Regions from separate parts of the Sus scrofa genome. Here all the other regions are linked to region 2. A link is a contact called in public Hi-C, HiChIP or PLAC-seq and promoter capture Hi-C data. All regions are on one chromosome and are shown on one strand. Each heading gives the region's core, a stretch centred on a gene start, on an enhancer-like site or on the middle of the called end of the contact. The rest is flanking DNA. Distances are from core to core; before and after follow the strand shown. Region 1 holds the start of IGSF22 (immunoglobulin superfamily member 22). Region 2 holds the start of GTF2H1 (general transcription factor IIH subunit 1). Region 3 holds the start of TMEM86A (lysoplasmalogenase-like protein TMEM86A). Region 4 holds the start of UEVLD (ubiquitin-conjugating enzyme E2 variant 3). Region 5 holds the start of SPTY2D1 (protein SPT2 homolog).

The links. Promoter capture Hi-C pulls out the DNA fragments that hold promoters and counts their contacts. A called contact is a pair of places that touch in the nucleus more often than the background predicts. HiChIP or PLAC-seq counts read pairs in DNA pulled down with a chosen protein or histone mark.
Region 1: an H3K27ac HiChIP or PLAC-seq map of alveolar macrophages shows a contact between it and region 2. The contact joins the promoter of IGSF22 here to the promoter of GTF2H1 in region 2. A contact is called at or near these places in 1 of 5 promoter capture datasets (fetal liver), 1 of 47 Hi-C or Micro-C datasets (embryonic fibroblasts) and 1 of 2 datasets of contacts at active chromatin or transcription factors (alveolar macrophages).
Region 3: a Hi-C map of liver shows a contact between it and region 2, with 5 times the contacts expected there. The contact joins the promoter of TMEM86A here to the promoter of GTF2H1 in region 2. A contact is called at or near these places in 1 of 5 promoter capture datasets (fetal liver) and 2 of 47 Hi-C or Micro-C datasets (heart right ventricle and liver).
Region 4: a contact with region 2 is called in a Hi-C map of skeletal muscle, with 2.4 times the contacts expected there. The contact joins the promoter of UEVLD here to the promoter of GTF2H1 in region 2. A contact is called at or near these places in 1 of 5 promoter capture datasets (liver), 2 of 47 Hi-C or Micro-C datasets (heart right ventricle and skeletal muscle) and 2 of 2 datasets of contacts at active chromatin or transcription factors (alveolar macrophages and skeletal muscle).
Region 5: a contact with region 2 is called in a promoter capture Hi-C map of liver, with 3 times the contacts expected there. The contact joins the promoter of SPTY2D1 here to the promoter of GTF2H1 in region 2. A contact is called at or near these places in 2 of 5 promoter capture datasets (fetal liver and liver), 3 of 47 Hi-C or Micro-C datasets (heart right ventricle, liver and skeletal muscle) and 2 of 2 datasets of contacts at active chromatin or transcription factors (alveolar macrophages and skeletal muscle).

What each region holds. Positions count from the first base shown.
Region 1 is chr2:40,522,661-40,525,360 of Sscrofa11.1, forward strand. It overlaps IGSF22 (immunoglobulin superfamily member 22), which reads left to right and starts at 1,344. Exons shown (of 25, transcript XM_003122929.4): 1 at 1,344-1,531. The coding sequence starts at 1,419.
Region 2 is chr2:40,899,272-40,901,971 of Sscrofa11.1, forward strand. GTF2H1 (general transcription factor IIH subunit 1) reads right to left here and starts at 1,320. Exons shown (of 15, transcript XM_013994506.2): 1 at 836-1,320.
Region 3 is chr2:40,549,411-40,552,110 of Sscrofa11.1, forward strand. It overlaps TMEM86A (lysoplasmalogenase-like protein TMEM86A), which reads right to left and starts at 1,428. Exons shown (of 3, transcript XM_003122930.3): 1 at 1,213-1,428. The coding sequence starts at 1,233.
Region 4 is chr2:40,615,807-40,618,506 of Sscrofa11.1, forward strand. It overlaps UEVLD (ubiquitin-conjugating enzyme E2 variant 3), which reads left to right and starts at 1,280. Exons shown (of 12, transcript XR_002341551.1): 1 at 1,280-1,437. LOC100523888 (a long non-coding RNA gene) reads right to left here and starts at 1,284. Exons shown (of 2, transcript XR_002341553.1): 1 at 1,040-1,284.
Region 5 is chr2:40,580,508-40,583,207 of Sscrofa11.1, forward strand. It overlaps SPTY2D1 (protein SPT2 homolog), which reads left to right and starts at 1,309. Exons shown (of 6, transcript XM_021083260.1): 1 at 1,309-2,110.

The DNA.
Region 1 (2,700 bases), core at 94-2,593, 380 kb before region 2:
AGCTGAACAGCCTGAGTAAGGGATCACCCCCAGGGGGCCAGACATTTAAGGAACCAGTGACTCCTGGTGGCCCCATTGCAGGGGCAAAGGGAGAAGGAGACTGGCCAGTCTGCAGCCCAGGCACCAGCTGAGCCTCCAAGGCCGTGGACAAAGCAGTCGAGGGTTAAGAAGGATTGGTCACACTAAGGTAAGTCTTCCCTCTTCCCTCAGGAAAAGGGCAGAGTCTGCTACCTTCTGAGCCCAGAGACAGCAGGAGCTGGGACAGGGGAGCTGGTCTCAGAACTGGGAGAGCAAAACAGGCCAGGCAGAGACGTATCAATCACCGGGTGAGAGGGTAAAGTTTAGTCCCACACCTTCCAGCTCGAAAGAAAACTGTGCAGTCCCCTGGAAGGGCACTGGTCTGGGAGTCCCGAAGCCAAGGTTGTGGCCTGAGTGTCTTTGGATAGTTTCTCTTAAACAGAATAGGGTTTTTAAAACTGCCACTCTGGTGAAATCGAAGGTGCTATGGAGCTGTTAACAAGAATGAGGAAACTTTGAACTGGGATGGGAAGCTCTCCACGAGGCATAAAGTAAAAAGAGAGCTTAAGAGTGTGTATACGAGGCTACTTTACATGTAAAAAAGGACAGTGCAGACAAAGACATGCTCCTGTTTGTGTGAAGGAGCTCCAGAAGGAGCCCAGAGACCGCAAGTGGTTACCTGCTGGGGAGGGTTGGGAGAGGGCCGGGGAGGGGAGGGAGCTCCTTCACACGGAGTTTCTATTGTTTTATTTTTTAACTGTGAATTATCAATTCCAGAGGGGGGAAAAATTTGGGAAATAAGAATGTAACCTCTGTCTTTACCATATCACAAGTGACAAAGCTGTAGAAACACACTGTCATCAGGCTTAGCATTCCCCCCATGCCAGGGCTCCCCAGGGCCGGGCATGAAGATCTGCAGTTTCCTTTCAAGGCCTGCTCTGGTATGGCTTAATCAGGAAGTTCCTTCTCAGGTCTGACTTCATTTCCTTCTGATGAAACAGCCAGCGCTGCCTCCCTAGTTCCATGTAGCTATCAATAGATATCCTCAACTCCCTCTGGGCCTTACTGGATTTGCTGGGTCAGTCTAAGCCCTACATCCTCCCCCTCCAAGGATTTGGAAGGATTTGGGGGTCACTCAGTGGAGGACAAGCCCATTGGTCCTTGTAGCCAACCAGGGAAAGGGAGACACCACGGGAAGAGAAGAGAGGCCAGAGAGAAGAGGCTTGCCACTGACCTCTCCTCTGCACAGCCATCTCCCCGTGTGCCCACCTGTCCTGTCCCTTCCCCCCCGACACACACATAAGGACATCTCTGAGTCTCTCTCCTGCTCCCTTCTTTGTCCTTCGTGGCCTCATCCTCTCCCTGGTTCTCCCAGGTGAGTGCCCACGCCTGCTGTCACCATGACAACCATTCACCGCAAGCAGATGGTTCAGAAACACGTGTCCATGGAGTTCTCCAGCTCCACCACCCACGTGCAGACCTTCTCCCAGACAACCAAGATCGTGGGAGGCAAGTAGAGTGGGAGCAGTGCGGGCAAGGGGGGGATCAGGTTGGGGCAGCCTTTCTTTCTACAGTCTTGGCGACTCCTGGGCCCCTCAAGAGCCCAATATACCCCCAGAAACCCTTCCCAACCTGTCTTCTAATCTGTGCTTTGATAAAGCTTAGCCAGCTGGATGCTCACCCACAGATTGGATCTCCAGGAGAACAGCTTAGGAAAAATCAATCACATGGATGTGTATGAGTGATGGATGACTGTTAATTGCTTGAGGCAATCAGAGCCATAGGCAAATGCACGAATCTCCAACAATAGGATTTCAGGCATGGAGGAAGTTAGAGAGGTAGCAATCTTACCAGCCATGAGTAACAATGCTAGCCCTGCTCCACTTAAAACAGAGAAGACTTGGAACTGCCAGTAGAGAGAGTCATATAAACAAGTGACTTGAGTTTCCAGGCGCTCGGCCCTTGGGGACCAGACTTAGGGGAGGTTGGATCCAAGGGAAAGCTGAGAAACAGTCTCAGAGCAGAACAGATTGTTTTAGTCATTGTCTCTAGAGGAAAGTGATTAAAAGATGGCCAGGGACCAGGATATTGAATACCCGTCCTCCCAGCTGTTGCCTCTCCTTCAGAACCCTTTGTGCACAGAGTTCAAGCCCAGATAAACACTCTTTACCAACTCCTTTTTTTTTTTTTTTTTTTTTTTTTTTTTTTTAGGGCTGCATCCATGGCATATGGAGATTCCCAGGCTAGGTAGGGGTCAAATCGGAGCGAATCCAAGCCATGTCAGCAACCTACACCACAGCTCACGGCAACGCCGGATCCCCAACCCACCGAGGCCAGGGATCAAACCCACGTCCTCATGGATACTAGTCGGATTTGTTCCCACTGAGCCATAACGGGAACTCCCTCTCCATTTTTAGCAGAGTTTACTTTTTTTTTTTTTTTTTTTTTTTTGTCTTTTTGTCTTTCCTAGGGCTGCTCCCTCAGTATATGGAGGTTCCCAGGCTAGGGATCCAGTTGGAGCTGTAGCCACCAGCCGACGCCAGAGACACAGCAACACGGGATCCCAGCCGCATCTGCAACCTACACCACAGCTCACGGCAACGCCAGATCGTTAACCCACTGAGCAAGGGCAGGGACTGAACCCGCCACCTCATGGTTCCTAGTCGGATTCGTTAATCACTG
Region 2 (2,700 bases), core at 70-2,569:
GTTCTGTGGCTTTCAAACTGTGTTTGTTCCACGAGGGGAGGCTGAGTGGGGTATGCTGCTTTCCATACTGGGGTTTCTGGTAAGAATCAACGTAAAGAAATTGTTCCAATCCTTCATGGAGTGAATACTTACTGCAAGGTATACTTGAAAGCACTTGGTTTCTGTACGTTTTCAAACTTGGGTCTTCTAGTGGGCAAAAGGTTAAGTTTCTATCTCTCTCACTCCGCCCTTCATTTTACAGACCCTAAAATGGACGTTTGAGAGTCAACCGAATACACTTCCTTAGCCGATTTTGCCTCTGAGAACACTGGGGAAATTGTAAAATAAGCATATTTTTCCACGAGTTGGTGGTCTATCTTAAAGATGACCAAACTGAACATAAGCCAAAACTTGGTGTTTGTGGGGAGTGGACTAGTACACCTGTTAACGGTTTAAGAATGGCAAGACTGACAGGTGTGCAAACACTCTATTAAAAGCTTCTCCCTTACAGAAACCGAAAGACTCAACAACACATTTTCTAACGGGAATGGCTCCTCAGAGAGAGGCTTCCACTCTCTCTCTTCCTTCATTCGCATGAGCCAAGTCTGATCCCGGCTTTGCGTTAAATCTTCGTGTCCCTCTTCTCGGAGAAGTAGGCTTCCTACAGACAAGCAGATTAAGGGTCGCCTCTTCCCTGCTTCAGAATAATATACGGCTACTGAAACCATGGGCTTGGAAGTTGCGGCGACGGCGGAGGTACACAGGTAAAAGGGGCAGATTCCCAACCGTCCCGCGGCCCCCAGGCCTGTCAGCTCCTCAACCACCCACCCACCCCCATTCTTCGGTCTAAACTTACCAGGTGGGAGCTGCGGCCCTGGGCAGAGAGTAAGCTACTGGACTGGGTCGGGTCGTGTTCCGCTGCGCTTCTTACAGACACTGCCGGGAAGAGGTTGAAACCCAGTAGCCGCCGCCGTCGCCACCGCCTCTGTTACTGGGGGGTCTCGCCTCCATCGCTGGCTGCGAGAACTCTGAGGGCACGTGACCGGAAGTACAAAGGCGGGCCGGCGGGCCACGTGACCCCCCAAACGCGGCCGCCATGATACCTTGCGCCAGTTCCCTCCCTCCCCCGCCGGTGCCCGCCCGTTTCATTTCCTCTCGCTGGCTTTAAGCAGCGAAGGGTCCTGGGATCCTGGCTGGCTCACCCCTCTGGCCTAGAGCTCCTCTGGTCTCAGTCGGCGCTGCATCTTCGGCCAGCAAGAACCACCTCACTGCAGGCCGCAGAGCGCGTAATTGCGGCCGCGGCCTTGAGGGGGAGGGACCCCGCGCAAGCGGGGCGTAACTTGTCACGTGACAAGGAAGTACCGTTAATAGCATGGTCCCAGGATTCCCGGCGCTCCGGGATGACGTAGGCCAGGGAGGGGAGGAGCGGGAGAGGATAGTGAAGCTCAGGTGTGGCTCTGAGTGCGCGGTGAGTGTTGTAAGCGCCTAGCGGGGAGAGAAGGTGTGATCCACTGGAAATTGGGGGCTGCTGTCTTGGAGATGGTGTAGCGGAGCTGAGACCTACAGGCTACTGGTCTGTAATCCTGGCTTTGAAAATTTGATTACCGAGGCTCCTTTCAAGAGATCTGAACAAAGTATTAGAATTATTGCTGTTGAGAAGTTAGGAGTTCCACTTGCACTGTTTCCAGTGGTGTGTACAAGACATGTTCAATGCATGAATGAGTGAGTCGCCATTTCCTGGTCTGAGGTGGAGAGTTGTTTATTACTTGGGTAGAAAGAGCTCATTATGGAAGTGGGGGAATCTCTTACTTCCCCTCCGCATTATCTTTTGTTTTTGCTTCCTTCCTTTTCCCTACTCTTCCTTCCACGCACCTAGTGGGGAAAAGAGAACGCTGTGATTTGCATCGGGTGTTCGCAAACACTGGTCTTTTAAAATGAATGAATACTAAGGCGATGAGAAAGGCCTTGATCCTCTGTTCTATGTTACATCAGGCAATGCGGAGAAATGGAAAGGTAATTAGACTTGGACTCAGAATTAATGGATTTTAGTCATAATTCTACTTATATGAGTTCTGTAATCTTGGGCAAGCCAACCCTTCAGAAAGTCTTTTACTTGACTTTGGTAAGCATTTGTGTCCGCCTTCAAATTTCTTAATTTTTTTGCTACTCTAGAGTGTGACAGTCTTAACAGAAGAAATAGTTAAACCGAGTTTCGCAGGAAGATACGGTTTTGTTAGATGAAGGAAGGTTCAAGAAACAGCATATATTAAACCATGGATGCACAGAAAGTTTATACAATGAAACATTTGTGCAGAGGTTTTTTTTGTTTTTGTTTTTTTTTGTCTTTTTGCTATTTCTTTGGGCCGCTCCTGCGGCATATGGAGTTCCCAGGCTAGGGGTTGAATTGGATCTGTAGCCACTGGCCTATGCCAGAGCCCAGCAACGCGGGATCAGGGCTGCGTCTGCAATCTACACCACAGCTCACTGGCAACGCTGGATCGTTAACCCACTGAGCAAGGGCAGGGACCGAACCCGCAACCTCATGGTTCCTAGTCAGATTCGTTAACCACTGCGCCACGACGGGAACTCCCTGTGCAGAGGTTTTTGTTGTTCAGTACATACTTCAAAAAAAATCGTGTTCAGGAAAATTTCAAACATAGACAAAAGTAGACAGGATAATATAATGAACCCTCATGTACACCTAACCCAACTTTAACAATG
Region 3 (2,700 bases), core at 178-2,677, 350 kb before region 2:
AGCTGATTTGGTCTCAGCAGAATTATGGGGGAGAGCAGCTAAAGAAAGGTTGTTGTGTCCAAGGCCATGCAAGCTCACTGCAAGCTGAGGGAGGGGGCTGCTACTGCTATTCAGAATCCATGATCCACTGAAGCTCCCTTCCTTGGGCCTCTGGTACTGGGAAGCGATTAGGAGCAGCTGAGGTTCCTGGGATACTCCTGCTCTGCCCAAAGTGATATGCCTCTGCAGGGGTAAGTCACCCAGTACAGGGTTCTGGGTACACAGACTCTCAGACCACCAGTCCCTGGTTACCCAGGGACTGATCAGGCTGTGAGGAGGTTGGGAAGAGGCAAAAGGTTGGGTCAGGGTCTAAGCCCATCCTTGCTCTGCCAGGGGTGAGAGCAATGAGAAGAGATGACTGAGTTTCTTCCTGTGGAGCGTCCCTCATGCCGGCTGGTCAGGACAGGGACATAAGCAGATGAGCAGACAGCTTATCCTCAAGGTCCCCTGATCGCCCCAGTATCCACCTGCCAGCCCTTGGAAGTATCTACATCCCTCCCCCCAGCCCCATATTTCCTAGAAGGAGAAACAAGCAGTAGTAGCTGGGGAGGCTTCCGCAGTCAGAGAATCCAACACTAGAAGGAGGAGGGGGACGAGGGAGAGACAAAGGTTCAGGTGAGAAAGTCTGAACAAGGAGAAGTGTCAACGGAGAACGACCCCTTTTCCTCCAACGCGTTATCAAGGCTGCTAAGACTCAGAGGCGTCCCCTGCACCGCCCCTGATTTGTTTACAAGATGAGGAAAGGGAAGAAACAAATTTGGAACAGGATTCTCAGGAGGTCCCAGTCACCCTCCTGCCCTCCCCCGCCCTCTCCCAGGCTGGGCTGTGATCTGCCCACGCACAAGCCCGCGGCTCGCTGCCGTCCCCTTCCTCTCCCCAGCAGCGACCCAGCCGACCCGCGCCAGACACACAGAGATCAACAAAGTCACGCTTCCGAGTCACGTGCCCACTGTTTTCCTCCCTCCCGGGAGACGGCCGGGGGCGCGCGGAGGAGGGGCGCCGAGGTCTGGGATGCGGGGGACCGTGACAGCACCGCCTCCCGCCTGGGGACGCTGGCAGCCACGGGATCCCTGCCCTTCCCCGGCCCCCGGCGGCTTGGCCTTCCGCAGTCCAGTCCCCAGGCCGGTGGGCTCCGGCCGCGCCGGACACTGGTTCGCTGGCTCGCTCACTCACCACAGTGACCGGAGAAACCATGGCGGCAGAGGCGGAGGCTGGCACCCCACTCCGGGCTGCCGCAGCCACGGCGCGTCCGCGGCCAGGTAAGGCGGCGACGACGCAACAAAGCCTCGGCAACCGACAATACCTCCCGCGCGCCGGGAGCTGAGGAGTTGGGTCTGAGATCCCCACGACGTCACTGCAGACACGGCCAATGAGAGTTGGTGGGGGCCAGACTCGGCTGGCGAGGCGGGCTAGGCCCCGCCCACTCCACCCCCCACCCCGCCCCTACTGCCCTGTGCAAAGAGGCATCTCCCTGGGGACAGGCGATGGGGCCCTCAGGGCCCCGCCTCTCTGGGAATGTAGGCCGAGGCATCCCAGAAGGTAACCACGACCCCAGGCCCTGGGTGAGAACAAAGATTGGCCATGAGCCAAACACATTCCTGTCATGGACACACACGGCTACACACATTTTTCTAAAAACCCCAGGATGAGAGGCAAAGACAGATTCCCTTCAGCCTATAAACATGCAACAAGGACACAGTGGCAAGTAGATCCACAATCTTCACCACGTACAAAGACACATCCAAATGGACACGCGATAATCAACAGACTCACAACTTTGTTCTTTTTCTTTTCTTTTTTTTTTTTATCTTTTTAGAGCCGCACCCGTGGCACATGGAGGTTTCCAGGCTAGGATTTGAATCGGAGCTGTAGCTGCTGGCCTACCCCACAGCTCGCAGCAACACTGGATCCTCAACCCACCCAGCGAGGCCAGAGATGGAACCTGCGGCCTTATGGATACTAGTCAGATTGGTTTCTGCTGAGCCAGGACAGGAACTCCAGACTCACTTTCTTTTTTTTTTTTGGCTTTTTGCTATTTCTTTGGGCCGCTCCTGCGGCATATGGAGGTTCCAGGCTAGGGTCCAATCGGAGCTGCAGCCACCGGCCTACGCCAGAGCCACAGCAACGTGGGATCCGAGCCACGTCTGCAACCTACACCACAGCTCACGCAACGCCGGATCATTAACCCACTGAGCAAGGCAGGGACCGAACCGCAACCTCATGGTTCCTAGTCGGATTCGTTAACCACTGCGCCACGACGGGAACTCCAGACTCACTTTCAATATGAAAACAGACACATGGCAGCCCCATAGATCCACACATAGGCATAAACACATCATAGGATCACAATCACCCTTAGGTGCCAAACAGGTACATAGACAGAAAACTGACAACCACAGGTCTACACAGACACGTATATAGGCATGCAGCAGCCTATAGACATGAAAAAAACACGGTTACTCAATTGCCCTTAAGCACCTCTCGCAACTCAAGAGACAACTGGAACACACACAAGAACATACCAGAAATGGTAGGCAGACCCAAGCATACTTAAGGACCCAAAGGAGTGTGAACTAAGTCTGCCAAAATTGCAACTTAAGCAGATTAATGTTGATATTACACAGATTAAAGGCACACAGGCACATATGGAACTAAATGTGT
Region 4 (2,700 bases), core at 30-2,529, 280 kb before region 2:
TGGCTTCCTCTTCTCTCAGGGCAAAAGCCTGAGAGAGAAAAAAAAGCAGCCTCTGACATCTGGAAACTGGACTGAGCCAGCTAGGTCTTAGGCTTGTTAGAAGCTGACCTGACCCTCACAGCCTGGCTCCTGTTGTCTCCTGCTGGATATAAACAATCTCTCAGAACACCAACATCAGGAAGGGTCACTCAGACCATGACAAAAATGAGACAAAACAAGGCCCCCAATGTCCTCTCTTGCTTTTTGCTGAAGGTGGTATTTATGGTGAGGGCTTCTGCCATTTCGGCCAGTTACTCAGTTCTCCTGGGTCTTTCCCAAGTATACAGTGTTATGAACTTTTGTTTAATTTTCTCTTGTTATTACCTCCTGTCAATTCCACTCTTAGATCAGCCAGAAGAACCCAGAAGAGTAGAGGAAAATTTCTTCCTCCCCAACAATATCTAGCAAATAGCCAAGGCTCAACAAAAGTTTGCTGAATTAGTAAGTGCTCCTTCCAGCCTTTCACTTTCTTCTCCTAATGGAGTCACAGCATTCCTATCTCTGGCTCTTCCTATAACTATAATCACCCTCCATCCCACCCAACCTCTCAGACAGTTAAAATAGCCAGCCCCTGGGGACTTTGTAGGCACACTGGCTCAAGCCAGGGATGCAAAGCAGGTAAGTAACTGACTCAAGGAGACCAAAGAAAGCCAGCAAATTGCATCTTTTTGTTTTTTCCTTCTCCAGACGACCTTATCCACCAATTTACTTTCTTTTGTTTTCAAACTCTTTTTGACAGCTGACTTTTTCCTCTGTCTGCCACCAACCTGGTTATGCTCCGCTCCCCCCTCCCCCGCAAAAGGCAACCCCTCCTGGCAATGCTGCATCACCCTCACTCAGCTGTCTTATCTCCCAGTTCTGACAAGACTCCTGCTGCCTCCGTCTTCCTTTCTAGCCCCCCGAAATTTTGCTTTTTAAGTTCCATTACCTCTTCCTTCCTAAATCCAACCACAATTTGGGGTCTTGATCTTTCTCCCTACTGCGCTGTATTTAACATCACCTTTTCGAAACTCTCCGAGAACAGTGCCAATAACTTCTACCTCCTTTCGTGCTCCTCCTTGGACTTCCTATTCCTCTCTTCACAGATGTCCCCAAGTTTCCTTTCCAGCAAGCTGGGTCGTGGTCCTCTCGGCGCTCACGCGTTTCTGACGGCGATCAGGGTGGAGCGGTGGTCAGACTCCAGGCGGAGCCTGGGCGAGCCTGGAGCATTGGACACAAGTGGACTTTCGAGTCTGGGAAGGGGCGGGGCCTTGGACCGGTCGGGAAGTTTGGTCCTCGGCGGCCGCCGTCCAGGGAAGGTGTGTAAGGAGATCGGGTGCTGGGGTGGCAGAACCGTCCTTGCGGTCCCGGCTGGACATGGAATTCGACAGCGAGGGTCTGAGACGACTACTTGGCAAGGTGCGGGCAGCTAGCCGGGCAGCGTCTGGGACCTCGGGGTCTGGGGTTGTTTCCACCCCTGGTCGCACCGCCTCCTCGCGGAGTTTGCTCGGCTTGTCACGGGGCGTAGAGCGGGGGTGGGCTGGTCTGGAACCGACGGCGGGGAATGGGCCCAAGGAGGCGGCGGGCCTCTCCCTCCCAAGGCCCGGCCTCTGGCTCCACCGGCAACTTCGAGATCCCCCCCGACCCCACCCTATCACTTGCTGTGCGGCGTTCTCACGCCACCAGCTTCTCTGCGTCTCAAACAGATTCCGGCTCTGCCCTGTTCCTTTTACCACGCCCTTCTGTTTGCTGAAATGGGCTGCCCCACCTTTTAAGACTCAACTCAGTTATTATTCAGTCCTTCCTCTACTTCCTTTCAGAAGTATAGATGATCACTTTGTGGAGTAACTGTTCGTTTGCAAATCTTGCTGGGGAGGTGGGGTAGGTGGGCGGGGGTGAACTTTTTGATGGCCGAGACCGTGCTGTAGTATTCCCTTCACTTAGCCCTGCGCCCGACTACGATGGTGGTGCTGAGTAACTGCAGTGAATGAAAGCTCTGTGTAGATTTAGGAATGAAGACAGGGCTTGAAGGCCCGGAAGAGATCCTCTTAACATTGAAATGTTGAGTGGGAGGGCCATTTTCCCTGTTAGATCAGGCTTTTAGTCCAGGCTCCCTGATTCCCCACCAGTGTACAGTCTGAGGTAACCACCTTTTTTTGCCTCCAGTTTCTTAGTTTAAATGGTTCATAATGCATTTTAAGACTTAGCCATGTGGAAACATTTATGCCATTTTTGTTGGGTTTGCTTATGTCTTTTTTTTTCCTTCCTTCCATCTTTCTTTCGTTCTTTCCTTTCCTTTCCTTTTTTCTTTCTTTCTTTCCTTTTCTTTTTTGCTTTTTTTAAGGGTATGGAAGTTCCCAGGCCAGGGATTGAATCTGAGCTGCAGTTGTGATCTACCCTCTGTGGCTACGCAGGATCCTTCAATCCACTGTGCCAGAAGGGGAGTGCATTTTTTTTAAGACATAAAATAGTTCTTTTTTTTTTCTCCAGATGTCAAAAAGGCAAATCACATATTTGACTGGTAGTGACATTTGTGTTTTCAAGCCCTAAGGAAGAGTGCTTTTGCCCTCTCTTGATAAACTTTTATAACAGTTTTACAGTTAAATCAGTTCTGGTATATATGCAGCCATTAATCACACACTCTCACAGGGTGTTAAGGATGTAGAAGACAGTTTATAACAT
Region 5 (2,700 bases), core at 59-2,558, 320 kb before region 2:
CTATTATGGATTGTTTACTGCTTATTTCTATCAACATTATGAATTTGGGGGGACATACAACTTATCCTGTAATAGCCAGGTACTAATTTACAGTTCTTATATGCAATATTTTACAGCAATTCTATCACTGCTATTTTACCATCCTAAACTGAGGTACAGAGAGAGGGGAAGCTCTTGCCTAAGGTCCTGCAATAGCTAGGATTCAAGAAGGCTGGGGCTTGAACCCTGAAAACCAATCACCACAAGTTTATGGAGTGCTAAACAATGAGTTGGAGCTGGCCCGGCAAAGGTTAAAGGGTGCATACCAAGCAGATGGGATTATTTGGAGAGGGCCTGGAGTGGAAGAGTTTGGCACTTCTAATAGAATGATAGAATCAGGCTGATGATGTTAAAGAGGGCCAGGGTCAATCATAGAAGTTCTTAACAGGATAGGGCAGCATTGAGATTTTGATCTTCTGAGTTTCTGCTGTGGCCCAGTGGGTTAAGAAAGCTGCTTGGACTGCAGCAGCTCTGCTTGCTGCAGAGGTACTGGTTTCATCCCCTGGCCCTGCACTGTGGCGTAGGTCCCAGAGGAGTTGGATTCAATCCCTAGCCTGGGAACTTCCATATACTGCAGATGCAGACATTTAAAAAAAAAAAAAACAAAAAAGATTAAAAAAAATTTTTTTTTGTCTTTTTAGAACCTGCAGCATATGGAGGTTCTCAGGCTAGGGGTCAAGTGGAGCTACAGCTGCCGGCCTATACCACAGCAACAGCAACATGGGATCCAGGCCGAGTCTGCAACCTACCCCACAGCTCACGGCGTTGCCAGATCCTTATCCCACTGAGCAACGCCAGGGATGGAAACTGTGTCTTTATAGATACTAGTCGGATTCATTTCTGATGAGCTATGGTGTTAACTTGAAGATCTGTTAACCACTAAATGATGACTCTGAATAGAGAACCACAGGAAGGACATTGTAAAATCTTAGTTTTAATTTTTAAGAGATGAGGAACCTATCATCTGTTTTTTCAATATATTAGACCCAAGCTCCCATATAACTCACAATCTCCAGAGGGTGAAATATTTATAGTTGGTCTCCTGCAAGTGTAAACTACTTAAAATGGATAGTTATGTATTTGAAAGGAATACAGAGCATCCGAGATCAATGTGCTCTGTGGGGCTCCCCAGAGGGAATAAAAACTTAATCTTGGTCTATTGCTTGGGCAGCCTTAAATGGAGAAATGTAGTCAGGGCCACGCTTCAGCATTAAAACTTGGGTTGAAATAGTAAGACAGGCTTTGCCTAATCTTTTAAAACAGTTTTACTGAGATAATTTACATACCATAAAATTCACATGTTTTTTAGTGCACGACTTTTTAGTAAAATAACAGCACAGCCATCAGCACAATCCAGTTTCCAAGAATTTCCATCACACCAAAATATCCCTACTGTTTGCTGCCAATCTGGCTTGTTCTTACCCACAGACCCAGGTCTGCCTAATTAGTGTATTTTACTGACCTCAGATAACTCTTTCTCCCCCGCCTCCCCTCTCTTTTTCTTTTTTTTAAAGGTCGAGCCCAGGGCACACGGAAGTTCCTCAGCCGGGGATGGAACTCGCACCGCAGCAGCCACCCAAGCCGCTGCACTGAAAATGCTGGGTCCTTAATCCGCCACACCACAAGACAACTACCCCAGATGACTCTTTAAAGGAACTCAGAACTGGCCTCCCAAAGAATATTAATATGAATATGGGGCATATTTGTATTTCATCAGTGCGCCAAGTGTATCCAGGCTGGGTCTGTATGTGAGAAATTTCTTCATCCACTGAACAAAACACTGTTGCCTGCCCTACGCGCGGGGCTTATCTAAAGGAGACTAAAGCTGTAAGCGGGCTCCCCTGTACACGGCACACGTGCATTAGTGTAGGAGGTGAGCACACACCCTCTGCCAGCACGCGATGAGTAATGTGTACCCAAGACAGTCGGGGCCGTGTGCGCCTGCGCGGTTCCGCGAGTACCTACAAACGGGTAACTGAAACCCCTGCTCGAGACCTGTCGGTTTGGCGGTTGGGGCGCCGCCGTCTCGAACCTGAGCATCCACCCGTGATTCCCAGGGAACCCAGGCCGGGTAGGTAATCCCTCATCCCCTTGCTTCCCCTACGTAGAGCTCACAACGAGCAAAATCGGCAGGCCTCGCGCCAGGGTTGCTAGGAGAGCCGCTGTCTTTAGCCACACCCCGTAATTTACCAGGCCGAGTCTCCTTACATGTAAGGATTAGACCCGCCCCCTTGAGCCGACGCCAGCAGCCACGTAGTACGTTTCTACGTGTCTCGAGCCTAAAAGCGGAAGTTACACCAAAGACTCGCGAGGGAAGCGGCGGACCTGAAATGGTATTGGGCGCTGAAGGGAAGGGGGCGGGCAGACGGCATTGCTAAGCGCCGGAAGTGGTCTTGCATAGGAGGGGTAGGAGAGAGGCTAGCCAAGCAGTTCATTCGGCTGTTGCTGGTCGCCTCGGTAAGGCGTGTTTCCACCGCTCTCCGAGCGTCTGGCCCAGTTCTCCGCCTCGGCCAGAATGGACTTCAGGGAGATTCTCCTGATAGCTTCCAAAGGACAGGGTGTCAATAATGTGCCAGTAAGTACCAGCCGGAGCGCGACTGTAGGAGTGCTTCAAGTTCTTGTTTGGTCTTCAAGTTTGGACTGTGTGGTTCGTGGAACTTC